Regions from separate parts of the Zea mays genome. Here region 1 is linked to region 2. The links are chromatin contacts, called in public Hi-C maps. All regions are on one chromosome and are shown on one strand. The core of a region is the stretch at or near the end of the contact, and the rest is flanking DNA. Distances in the headings are between cores, read along the strand shown. Region 1 overlaps LOC103641953 (F-box protein PP2-A13). Region 2 holds the start of LOC100275552 (putative cytochrome P450 superfamily protein).

Evidence for each region. Hi-C and Micro-C count contacts between places; a contact is called where the count stands out from the background.
Region 1: a Hi-C map of ear shows a contact between it and region 2, with 1.9 times the contacts expected there. The contact joins the enhancer-like site here to the promoter of LOC100275552 in region 2. A contact is called at or near these places in 4 of 25 Hi-C or Micro-C datasets (bundle sheath, ear, leaf and 1 more).

Annotation. Positions count from the first base shown.
Region 1 is chr10:139,339,443-139,345,718 of Zm-B73-REFERENCE-NAM-5.0, forward strand. It overlaps LOC103641953 (F-box protein PP2-A13), which reads right to left. Exons shown (of 3, transcript XM_008665252.4): 3 at 6,166-6,276. Among protein-coding and RNA genes, the nearest start is that of LOC103641953, 8.1 kb to the right of the region's middle. Within about 2 kb of position 1,364, at least 19 of the 20 cell types and tissues checked have an H3K27ac peak or open chromatin away from gene starts, as enhancers often do. A contact at or near this core is called in bundle sheath, ear, leaf and 1 more, where this site is marked.
Region 2 is chr10:138,911,683-138,917,768 of Zm-B73-REFERENCE-NAM-5.0, forward strand. LOC100275552 (putative cytochrome P450 superfamily protein) reads right to left here and starts at 4,732. Exons shown (of 3, transcript NM_001149607.2): 1 at 3,286-4,732; 2 at 2,977-3,180; 3 at 2,466-2,875. The coding sequence starts at 4,563. The coding sequence ends at 2,693.

The sequences.
Region 1 (6,276 bases), core at 114-2,613, 420 kb after region 2:
CGTCCCACACTGCCAGCGGTGCAGTCTGCTACGCTGCTGTTAGTGCCTCCGGATTATTAGATCGAGGTGCAAGTTGTTGCAAGAACGATATGGCCGGTGCAGTGGGATCGAGTTGCGCTAGCTCCTGCCACTTTCCTGTAAACCCGTAACAGTCTTCCTCGCTGGTGGATCCCGGACCCATCCAATCGGCTTTACAGCTCGCTACCAAAAGAAAAGAAAAAAAGACAGATAATTGTGCGTGCCTGTGGCGTACGGTGTGGACTCTGATCTGCCTGCCTGTGCCGGTGTCAATGCCTGGCCCTGGCCTGACCTACTACCCTCGATAACGGGCGTGCGGGGAAGATTACCGAGTCGCCTCGACTGCAGACAAGCTAGGAACAGACTGCACCTGCATGCCGACACCGCGGTTGAGTCGTTCCACGGTCGTCCGCCCGCCCCATGCCATGGCACTGGCACCAGCGGTGGAGTCGTCGTCGTCGCTGGAGCGTGATCAGTTGATCACCGCGCGCGCGCGCGCGCGCGTGCGGGACACGGCGTGGCGCGGTGGAACCGGTGCAACTTGCCGCGCGAATCGAGGGTACATGAAAGCAACTCCCTTTGACTCTTGGAGAGTTGGAGTCAGTGACAATATATATGGCCATCATCCGGACGGACTTGCAAACCCTGACTGCATGCAATCACAGGCTGTCCACGTCCGGTCCAAAAGGACGTCACAGAAAATCAGCGACGCCGCCCCCGAGCCGAGTGGATGCGCATTGGACTATTCTGAATTTCTGATCATGCATGCTGGCGCTGAATGCAACATGCGCCGGCGGCCACACACTGACTGACTGGTGACTGGACAACCTCAGCCCTCAAAGCTGCAACTGCATGCCCCACCAACCAGGCTCGGCTGCGGCCGGTGGCGGCGACGACGCGCGCGATGGACGCCAGGCTGCTCCGCATCTGCTAGCTCGACCGACCGGCCTCCTCCCTCGCCTTTTCCCTGCATAGCACTGTACGTTCGCAGAGTGCAATCCGCTCGCTGCAGGTCACGCACCACTGCGGCTGCGGATCGGTTTGCCAGTGCCAGGCCCAGAGCGCCAGCCGGGCGCCTCCGCGATCGACAGCTCCTGGATCGAAACGTAGTACTACTTGCCGCGCGGTGGCCTAGCGTACAGGTACAGCGGGAACCGGGAAGGCCATGCACGAAGCAAGCAACCTGCACTGTTGAAAAACAGTAATTTAAATGAACACAATGTTCGTCTGATTGTAATCGCAGAAAATCAGAGATAAAAAATAATAAATTTGGAGTTCTAAATGGCCCATGTGGTCCAACAAAGCCATGACAGCCCATCAGGCCCATCTTAGCAAAGCCATGAGGGGGTGGCGGCTAGGGTTAGAAACCCTAACCGGCCACCCAAACCAACCGGCGGCCAGGGCGCGGCCCCTGGCGTCGCAACTCCGCGTGGGCGCGGCCTCCGGCGGCTCTGCCAGGCGTCCATCGACAAGGGTGGGCGGCCAGGGCGGGCGCGGGCCCCAGCACGCGAGCCAGGCGGCCCTCGGCCAGGGCGGGCGGCCATGGCAGCGCGGCGACCCTCGTCCCCGGCTCCGGCGCGCGCGGAGCGCGGCTCCGAACATGTGCCGGCGTGGCCTCGCCACGGCCTGGCGGCTCGCAGGCGCGGCCCCTGCCTCGGCCCCATGGCGGACGCGGCTCCCAGCCCCGGCCCCGGCGGCGGCGGCCTCTAGCCGCGGCCCCGGCGGCCCCTGGCAGCGCGACTGCCCGGCGCGGGCGCGTCCCCTAGCAGCGCGGGCGCATCCCCCGGTTGCCTAGGCGCGACCCTGGCAACGCGGGCACGGTGGCCCGACCACGGCTGCGCGGGCGCGTTCACCGGCGCGCACGAGCGCGGGCTCGGCTGCCCGGGCAGTGCGGCGGTTGTGCAGGCGCTCCCTTTGGCGGTGGGTAGCCTCGGGCGTGCCCCCCCCCCCCCCCCCCCCCCCCGCGGCGGCGCGGGTAGCACTGCCGGCTGCAGTGCGGCTAGCCCCGGGCTCGGCCTCGCGGTAGGCCACTGGTGTGCGGCCCTCGGCCAACGCAGCCTCCGGCCGAAGCGCGGTACGTCGCGGCGCGCGTGCGCGGTCTAGCGACCAACAGCCCCATACGGAGCAACCGCCCGCGCATATGCAAAACGTAAGTCTTACAAGGAAAACCCGTTCGCTCATCTTTGTCCATGGAGACGATGCCATTGAATATGAACAAAAATTCAAGAATAATATCTTACAAGAAAATCCGTTGTTGCATGCTGTGTCCTTTTATCGCTTGGTCTCTTTCTCAGTTGGTTGCTGTAGCGACCCAAGTCTATGTTCATTAGAACAAGGAACTCAGCACAAGTCTTTTTCTCTGATCTCGCGAGCAGTGCTGATAACATGTTGTAACTCAGTGAAAACGAGATTCAAGATAATAGTGCAAATGATAGTTGTGTTCTTTATTGCAGGGAGAACTCTGTTTATATACAGGTGAAAGGTTGCGTTCTCAAGGGATGTACCCCTTGAGAATAATCTGTCGCACCCCTTGGATTGATCACAAATACAATATTTTATAACACAAAACACGGGCTTGGATATTATTGCCACGTTTCCGTGACCTGGCTCCGGTTTCCCAAAGGCGCGTAAATCCCGTGAATAATTGCTGCCTGAAGCCCACGAAGTACAATGGATTTGATTCGAAAAATTGTTGCTTTTTCACTGTACTATGCTTTTTCACTGTATTATGCATATATGCATTATGTACCCGTACGGGTATAGAGTCTGCACGTAGGATGTGCCGACGACAGTAGCTACATAAGCTATTACCTTTAGTTAAAAGACTATCGATTGAAGCCATCTCCGCGTTTCACGCGCACGGCAGGCAGCGCACGCCAACACGTGGCGTGGGCTCGGACCCGAATAGGTCATTCAATCCAGCAGAATACACAGAACGAGTTGCGTCAGCCCGTTGCCCCCTCCCTCTCCGATTCTAGATCTGCCCCATGCCGCAACCCGCAGCCGTCGCACCCGGCCGCCTCCATCCCTGCGGGCCTTCGCCACCGCCCTCACCAGCAGCTCGCTCGCCCCACTTCCAATCGCCGTCTCATAAATCTGGGCTGCCACTTCCGCCTCCATCGCCGCCAGCCGCCGCCTTCTCTTCGCCAGTTACTCCACTTGCCCGCAGGCAGCACAGCACCGCCATCGCTTTCGTCGGACGATCCACTGGGCAAGCCACGCCAGTTGCCGACGCGATAGGCAGGGGCTCGTGCAGGGCGAGAGAAACCCGTGCGCTCGCCCCCGTCCTGCCGCGGGATCGCAGTTGCCGTCCGCTTCATCCCCGGACCCGGAGGTAGACACCAGGCAGGCGGCGGCAATGCTGCCGGGCTCGCCGGTGAAGCGCCTGCTGCGGCTGGCGGCCAAGGGGCGGCGGGAGAAGGCCGAGCTGGCGGGGCTGGCCGCGGCGGCCGCCGCGCTGCTGCTGCTCTGCGCCCCCTCGCTCCGCTGCTCGGCCGCCGCGCGCGGGAGGCTCTGGGCCGGTGGGGTCTCCGTCACGGCGGCGGGGAGTGGCGGCGAGGAGGAGTGCAACCTGTTCGACGGGGACTGGGTCTGGGCTGGCGGCGGCGGGTACCCGCTCTATGACTCCCGGGACTGCCCGTTCCTCGACGTCGGCTTCCGATGCGCCGAGAACGGCCGCCCTGAGGTGTCCTACACCAAGTGGCGCTGGCAGCCGTCGCGCTGCCATCTTCCCAGGTTCGTTTCGTTGTTGTCTTCTTCCTCGCTTCCGTCGTCCCGTGTCCGCCATCTCCATAATGTAGAGATTGGTTTGCTAAGCTTGTTAGAGCGGAAGAAGCGTGCGCGGGCATACTACTAGCTCTCGGTTGTTTTGGAGCCCGCAGACACTCGATATTTTTTGCCAAGTTCCGGCAAGACCCTACCGCTTGCGGCGACCTTCTCCTCCTCCCCACTTCCCGCTGCCACGTGCTCGCCTTTGTGTCTCCTGCGGCCCTTACCACCTGACCTGCCTACCTTTCCAAAATTTCTTGTAAGCTCGTCGGAAATGGAGAAGAAGAGAGACAGGACTGAGGAGCGATAGCTCTTCTGTTTTTTTTGTTGAATCTTGAACCAGTCTAAACTTGGTGCTGCTACTCCAGACTTTCAACATCCGTGCAGTGTTTGTTCAATCTTGAACCAGTGTAAATTTGACACTGCTACTCCAGACTTTCGACGTTTAAGAAAAAAATCGTAGATAAGGGCACTCTCTTTCAGCGTCTAGGAAAAAAACTAGACAATGACACTGTGTACTTTAATGAGATGAGATGATGAGATGTGGATCAGTCGACGAGTGTTGCGGATCTTAAATTAGATCATTAGAGTATATACATAGTATAGGACGCACTAGACCACCCCCTCACTAGCACGAGGGAAATTAGTAGTAAACAATTGTTGATGAATTGTTCAGCACAATTGCTGCTTCCGAGATGGATTATCGCCCACAATGGCTAGCAGCAACAAGTGTAACAGCTGTGGTCGCCACCAGACGCCGCCAGGCCCCCAGCGTTAGCCGCGAGGTACTCCCGCGGTCCCTCGCGCCGCTCGCGGGTGATGCCTCCGCCTTCGGCGCCACCACGGGGAGGCCGGCGTGGTTTGCCGCGCCTTTGGGGCGGTTTCCCGTCGGGGCCGGCGGAGCTGGGTTCCTGGTGCTGCCGTGCCGGCTGTTCCACTCTACTACGCCTGCTCAGTACAGCGCCGCCGGCACCTCATCCTCGTCTCAGGTCGATGCCACTATGTACACCGCTGCCCGTGTCTCTGTTCTCATGCGCTGAGCCGCTGATTCGCTGCCACTCGTGTCGATTTGATTTCGGTCAGTGCTGTAGAGATCTAGCTAACCAAACGGTTGGATTGTAAAGCTCTGGAACGTCGAATGCTTGCTCTTCTGCACTTCTGCTGAAAATTCGTAAAGATTCATTGTGTCACGATAACTTTGGATGCTATAATGATAGGTGTGATACGATCGTGTAGTAGTATGGTGTCACTGATTTCATCCTTTGATCTCCAGAAGTATGGAATGCTGGGGTGATTGATTTGCATAGTTAATAGTTCTATTCCACAATACAAAATTCATAAGCGATGCTGAGATGATGCTTTTAGGTGCTTTCTGTGTTGATGTTGTTGGACTATTGTCTTGCTGTAGCTGTATTTTCATCGTGTTGGTGATTGCATTCTTTTGTCCTTATTAGTTAAACAAGTCAACAATTTCTAACCTTTGTTTCAAAAGTGTGTACAATCAGTTGGTCCGTCTGTAAGTGGTTAAACAGTATATCGGAGTGTTATACTTTTACCTGTACGACTGTTATTTTCATCAAGTTGCTTTGTTATTTTTGCATCCGCATGTATGCGGTGGGTTCAATTTTTGCACCTGTACGACTGTATATGCTGAAAATATTAAAATTGAATAGCTGGAAATGCAACTGGTTCTCTTTAGGTCATGCCATTTACGTAGTTATTATCTTCTGCCTTTAACCACTGTAGGGCGCCCGAAGGGGCGCCTAATGTTCTAGTAAAGATGAAACCGTAATCGCCTGCACGCCAATACTGAACTACCTCAGAACAAGTGGTGCAGACCAAGTTCAGAGAGAGGCAGCAATGATATAGTAGTAGTGCCTGAAGGCTTGCAGCGAGACTAGAGAAACTAGCTTAGCCATTTCGGTGCGATGGCTACGGCTTTTTGAAGTTTCATGCAGATGTTGAGGGAAAAAAACGGCCCACGTAAATTTGGTTTCCTTACCTCCACGTTACGTTTTCGTTCAATCGGTGGCGAAAAAACGGCCCACGCAAAAAAAAAAAATCTCCACTTGCAGCCCACATCGCACATGCAGAGCAGAGAGCGGCGGAGGGGGTGGTCGGCGCGTTAACTCGTTGCCGAGAGATCGGATGCTGCAGCGCTTGTGTGCTTGACGCTGGGGTGGCGAGGTGGCAAAGGTGCCTGAGAAGACAGAGAATTCTCACGAACACTTGGTCACTTGCTATTGAAGTGGGCACAGCAATTCCAGAAAGCTGCAGTTGCGGTCCATGCGGCGTGCACTGATAATTGACAAAAGCCCCGTAGTTCAGCGACATGGGAGACTTGGCCCTCGATCGAATACTTGCGAAGGCAAAATCAAGTGAAACGGACTGGAAGCATACGTCTCCAATAATGTATAAACACAAGATCTATGTACATGTAATGAAACACCTGTTTCAATTTCAACACACACGTCTCAATCGCCCCAATCA
Region 2 (6,086 bases), core at 3,482-5,981:
GCCGCCGTCGTCGTCGATCTGACAAAGTGACGATGCCGATTAGGGTTGCACAGAGAAGAGAAACTGAGAAAGAGAGAGAAGTGGGCTATGGGCCTATGGCCTATGGGTCGGTCAGTCAGCACGATTAGGGTAGAATCGTGGGACCGTGGCCGGGAGTGAAACGATCAGTTTGGGCGGTGTTTCGGTTCGGTGTAAGATTAAAACCGAGGCCGACACCGAACACCGAAGTTATCAGAAATTAAAACCGAACCCGACACCAAACACCGAAAAACCGAAACTTCGGGTCGGTTTTCAAATTTTCGGTTCGGTAATTCGGTTTCGGTTTAAAAGTGCCCAGGCCTACCTTCAATAATTCTTCCTCTCGCCCTAATAAGAGCAACTCCAATAGTTCTCTATAAAAATCTCTCTAACATCATGTTTAGCAAGTTGCTAAATAGATATTGAGAGTAAAAAATAGTTTGGTCTCCAACATTTCTTAATATTTAGGGAGTAGTTTATTTTTGAATCTAGTTTTGGTGGTCCTATTTTCCTTTTTCTAGAGTTATGTGCACTAGTGAGGATCATATGAAGACTGACTCCCTGACGACCTACCTCTCTCTAGCAACAACATGAGCATCAATGGTCTTCAACAGCTCCATCGGGCGTAACAAGTTGGAACTGATCACAACTCCATCTGATGTCTCTTAGGAGCTAGTAATTAGGTTAGCTCCTTATACCTATCTGCTACATCCAACAGCGTAGGAGGCGAACCTTGAGCAGGTGCGTTAGACCTTGTATGGTGGCACACTTGGCTTGCGGCGGGGTTGAGTTCTAATGAGTTCAATTGTGGAGAAGGCTTGTTCGTCTGGCGACACATCTGAGGTGCCTTGGTGGCGAGGTTGTGAGCGTAGGAGCAGGCTTGCTCCTGTTGGACCTGGATGGTGAGGGGGTCAAGGGCAAAGGACATCAGGGTGAAGGAGAAGTCCGGTCGGCATGACCTATGGGGGAGCAACGACCCGACGATGGAGGAAAAGCTTGTGTCACACATGTTGGACCTGTCTACCTTGTTGCGCGGAAAAGGAGGAAAAAGAGCATTGCGGACCTGGATACCTCACTGTGCGGGAAAGGATAAAATGAGCACGCGGTGTGAAAAATCAATGCCAGTTGTGTTTGGGGAGTGCATATCGAGTTGCCAAATCTGGAGAGTAAATGAGATTGCATAACAAGTAACTAAATTTAGCAAGTCTATTTAGAGAACTACTTGAGAGTCATTTTTATTTAGGGGGTCGTTTAGAGAACTATTGGAGTTGCTTTAAGAGCATCTCCAATAGTTAAAAAGCCCCTAAAATTAATTTAGGATGTTACTAACTAAACCATTCTCCAACCGATTTTTAAATAAGATTCCCAAATATATCGACTTTCTAAATATCTCTATTTACCCCCTTTCGAAACTTAAGGAGTTGTTTCGCACTCTCCATAGCCTATTATGCTTATTAATCACACCGTAAAAGTCACTTGTTTGACATTGAGTTTGCACCCGTGTATAGTGGTGCACTTATCAGTTAGTAACTTGCTAAATTCGAGTTTTTAAGGAGTTTTTTTAAACTAATGGATATGCTCTTAGAGCATCTCCAACAAGTGACTCAAAGTAGTGCCCTAAATATTAAAATAATGTATCATTTAAAGTGTTTATGACACTAACTTAAACTTTAGAACTTAATCCCTAAATCATGTATTTTATGGAGTAATGTTGGGATGATGTAGAAAACAAGGGTAAAACACTAATATAGGGAGTAGTATATTTGAGTCACTTCATAATATGTCATTTCTTATAAAAAAATTATAAAATAGAACATTGTTGGAGTTGTTTTTATAAGTTGTGTCCTATATTTTATGATAGAACACTGATTTAAGACATTATTAGAGATACACACTTGCTAAACCTAGGTCCGAGCCTTCGAGATCTTGCCATTAAGAACCATTTCAATGAAAATTAGAAGAAGAAAAAAATCAGAACTGAATCAGGAGTGTTATTTATATTTTAGAGTAAGCACTTAGGGGTGTACAGTAGTTTATCCCATCAAACCATATTTGCTCTGGCACGTTTGGACAATCTAATATTATTCACTTTAAATTACAACTAGCTATTTTGAATGCTGTAACTGTAATTTATGAAGACAAAACACTGTAAAATAAATATAAGCTATTTTGAATTGACAAATAAACAATTTGATATATGCACATTCGAACCTCGACATTAGATGGTAGCAGGCGGAAATAGCGCAATCCTGCTTCCAAAGTATTCCTTGGACGATGGGCCATACACATTTCTATCTCTACCCATTTAAAAATATTGTGTGTCGTGCATTATGTATGAAACGAGTAGATTTATTGCTCTTCCCTCTTCTCGCTTATTAATCAATCATTACATCATAGATGGGCTACCAGATACTACCGAGGTCTAATACGAAAGGAAGTCACACGTATACATAGTACAACACTTTCATATAATACCATTTCGCTAGTTGAAAGATGACGAGAGATCGAGCGAGCTATAACAAAAAGGTTGAGTTTCTCTTCAACTCGTATTATTTTCAGTCTTTTAGCTAAGATAAAATAAAATATTTATTTTAACAAGTTTAATATCTAAGATAGTATCATAACAGTACGCAACGTATTTTGACTTCGTGGCCGCCGCCCAGTCGCCCACACCTCATTGCCGGAGCGATGCCCGAACATACAGCGGGCCGTCCATTTTGAGCGTGAGCATGGGCCGGTAGCCCATGGTAGCATTGGCTTCCCACATCTCAAACCTGAAGGCGTAGACCAGCACCGCTGCGAAGATCTTCATCTGCCTGTACGCGAACTCCTTTCCCAAGCAGACGCGAGGCCCCGCCTGTGCACGTGCACCACACAAGAGGCCAAACACGTCACATGCTGAATCTGGTCAAGGAAGAACACTGCAAGTGCCGAGGAGATTGATTGTTCACAACCAACCTGGAAAGCCGTGAACTTGAAGGGGCTCTCGTTGACGAACACGCCGTCGTCGTTGATCCACCTCTCTGGCCTGAACTCCTCGGCGTCCGCGCCCCACAGGAACTTCATCCTGCCCATTTGGTACGGCTGGTAGTTCACCATGTCACCTTTCTTGACAGCGTAGCCGTCCGGTAACGTGTCATCCGAAAAGCAATACTTCACATCCTGCATTTAGATTTTTTTTTGATTTGGTATAAAATCAGCGACCGTGACCGTGACACGGATAATGACAGAAAACAGCACACGGCGTGCATGTTCGGGTTAACTTACGATGGGCACAGCCGGGTACAGCCGGAGCGTCTCGGTAAGCACCGCGTGCAGGTACCGCATCCTGCTGATGGCGTCCTCGGTTAAGCACGTGACGAACTCCTGCACGCCGACGTCGTCGCGGTCGCCCGTGGCGGCGGCACGCACCTCCCGCGCGACCCTGTCCTGGACGTGCTGGTTCCTGCAGAGCACGTAGAGGAACCACGACAGGGTGCCCGCCGTGGTGTCGCGGCCGGCGATCACGAAGTTGAGGATGATGTCCCGCAGGTACTTGTTGTCGAAGCAGCCGGGGTCGCTCTCCCGCTCCATCAGGAACCTTGACAAGATGTCCTCTTTCTTGGCCTGCCAAAGACAAACACCACCGTCCGTGTGTGTCAGTAAAAAGAAGAAATGGCCGGAGCGCCAATCGAGCGCCCGTGAATGCATGTGCATCCAAACGGGCGAGGCAGCTGCAGAGAGCTCGCTCACGAATTCTTGGTCCCTGCCCATCTGCTTGATCTTCCTGTCGATGACGCCGTACACGAATTGATCGATGGTGCGGATCGACCCCTTCATGGCCCCCTCCGACGAGACACCGAGGAGCCTCTTGACCTTCCAGGACGGGTCGAAGAAGCGGTACAGGACCTGCTCGCTGGCGTCGTCGAACGCCCTGGCGAACGCCGCCGCGCCCTCGTCGTCGCCGCAGCCGGACAGCGAGCCCAGGTCGACCCCGAACCCGACCTTGAACATGGAGTCCAGCGTCGACCGCATCAGGAGGTCCGCGACGTCCAGCGGCCTCTCCCCGGGCCCGGCGCCCCGCGCCGCCACCGCAACGATCCCAGCGAGCTCCGCGGCCGTGTCGCGGAACACGCCGCTGCTGTAGTCGCGCAGCACCCGCGTGGAGAACTCGTGGCTCGCCACCTTCCGCTGGTGCCGCCACCTGGCGCCGTCCACGTTGAAGATGCCGTCGCCGAGGAGGTCCTCCATCACGTCGTGGATCATCGCCCCCTTGCCGTAGTTGCCGAAGTTGGTCTTGAGGATGTACTCCACGTTGGCGGGCTCCACGGTGTACACGTAGTTGCAGGTCGGGGTGAGCATGCGGAACGTGCGGTACCTGTGGGCGAGCTCCGTCTGGTACTCCATCAGCCGCCTGAAGTGGAGCAGCTGGTGGAACACGGTGCCCGCCACGGGAGGGTAGTTCCGGTTCTTGCCACCGCCGCGGCGCCGGCGAGCGATGTAGAGCGCTAGAAGGAGCAGGGACAGCGCCAGCAGAGCGGGTGTGCTCAGCAGTGGCGAATCCATGGCCGACCTTGAGCTCTGGTGTTCCGGTACCAGGTCCAGGTGGGCGACCGCCGCCCGCCGTGCGTGCTTGCGTGTGGAGTGTGGAGTGTGGAGTGTAGACTGAGGAGTGAGGACTGTGCTCTGCCTGAAGGTGGATGAACCTTTCCGAATGGATTGAAGATTTGAGAGCACAGGACAGGGCAAGGATCGGATGGATTAAGATTGGAGACGCCATCACGCTGCGTCAAACTGTCGTTGTTATTTGCTTTTTTATTATGAACATCAGCTACTTTGCTGAGGGGTTGCCACGACAGCGACGACAGCAATGATAATATCTCCATATATATACTCTGCAGAAGACTGGAACCCTTACAGGATCATGTGGTCAACAGAGCTCTTGTTCGAATTAGTTTCTTTTCTCGTCTATGAATTCTGAAACACGAGGGCCTATATGCTTCTCTATCTTAAGTATAGAGAAAACCATTTTCTTTATAATATCTGATAATAATGCCTTTTTAAGATCTTATACTCTTTTATTTTATTCTCTCTATATAAAGGCTCTCTCTCATTTTCTCTATTAATTTTATACTTTAGACAATGGATTAAACAAAATTAAAGTATGTATACAATATTTAAGGATACAACAAATACGTAAGTAGAAAAAAAACTGGAGTAAAATGTGTCCCTAATGTTAACGTGTAGGGGAAGGGGATAACATATAGATGACACTATTGAAGAGAAATTAAATAGAGATTAAGAAGTTTTCTTAAAAGAAAATTATAAAATATAGATGTAGAGAAAGAATATAAAAGATACCGCTAGATATACAACAAGAACAAAGAGCTACTGCATTTTACAAGAGCCTGGCAGCATGTGGCAACAGTTCGACGGATTAAAGTCCATCTAGAGAATTTTAGATGAGGCAGACTAGAAACACAACTGAAAGAATTTTTTTAAACAACACGACAAAAGCCAAAAAAACGGAGGCGTGCAAATGTAATCTTCCATGTAAACATCATCCGGATATTCTGAAATCAATTTAGTCTATCTCACGAGCTTGGAAAGGATCCATCGTTATCACACATTCAGACTTGCGATCTACTGATTGTTAGCTCATTTATTGAATCCCAAAGGTAATAGGCCTTGTACAAAAATTAGAGAAGATTAAAGGGATTAAATCATTTTGTATTTAATTTTAACAAGTACATGATTAATTTTCTTTGATTCACTTCTAACCGAATAAGCCTTTAAAGCTATATACAATCGAGTTTCTAGATTAATGTTCGATGTATAAGAGACAACTAAAATATTGCATGATATAACATCTTAATAGACAAGTCATATAAAGACACACACTTCATTAAGAAACTGCCTCTTATATTTTTTCTATTTAGCCTTTTAAAGACTTTTGTGGGCTGATTTGGTGACCATAAATCACGAGGGGATCTATGGGAAGGAATACCCTTCCTATTCAAATTTGAATAGCAAGGAGATTCCTCCCCTCGGATCTTCTCGTGATCCTTATCACTAAATTAACCTTGAAG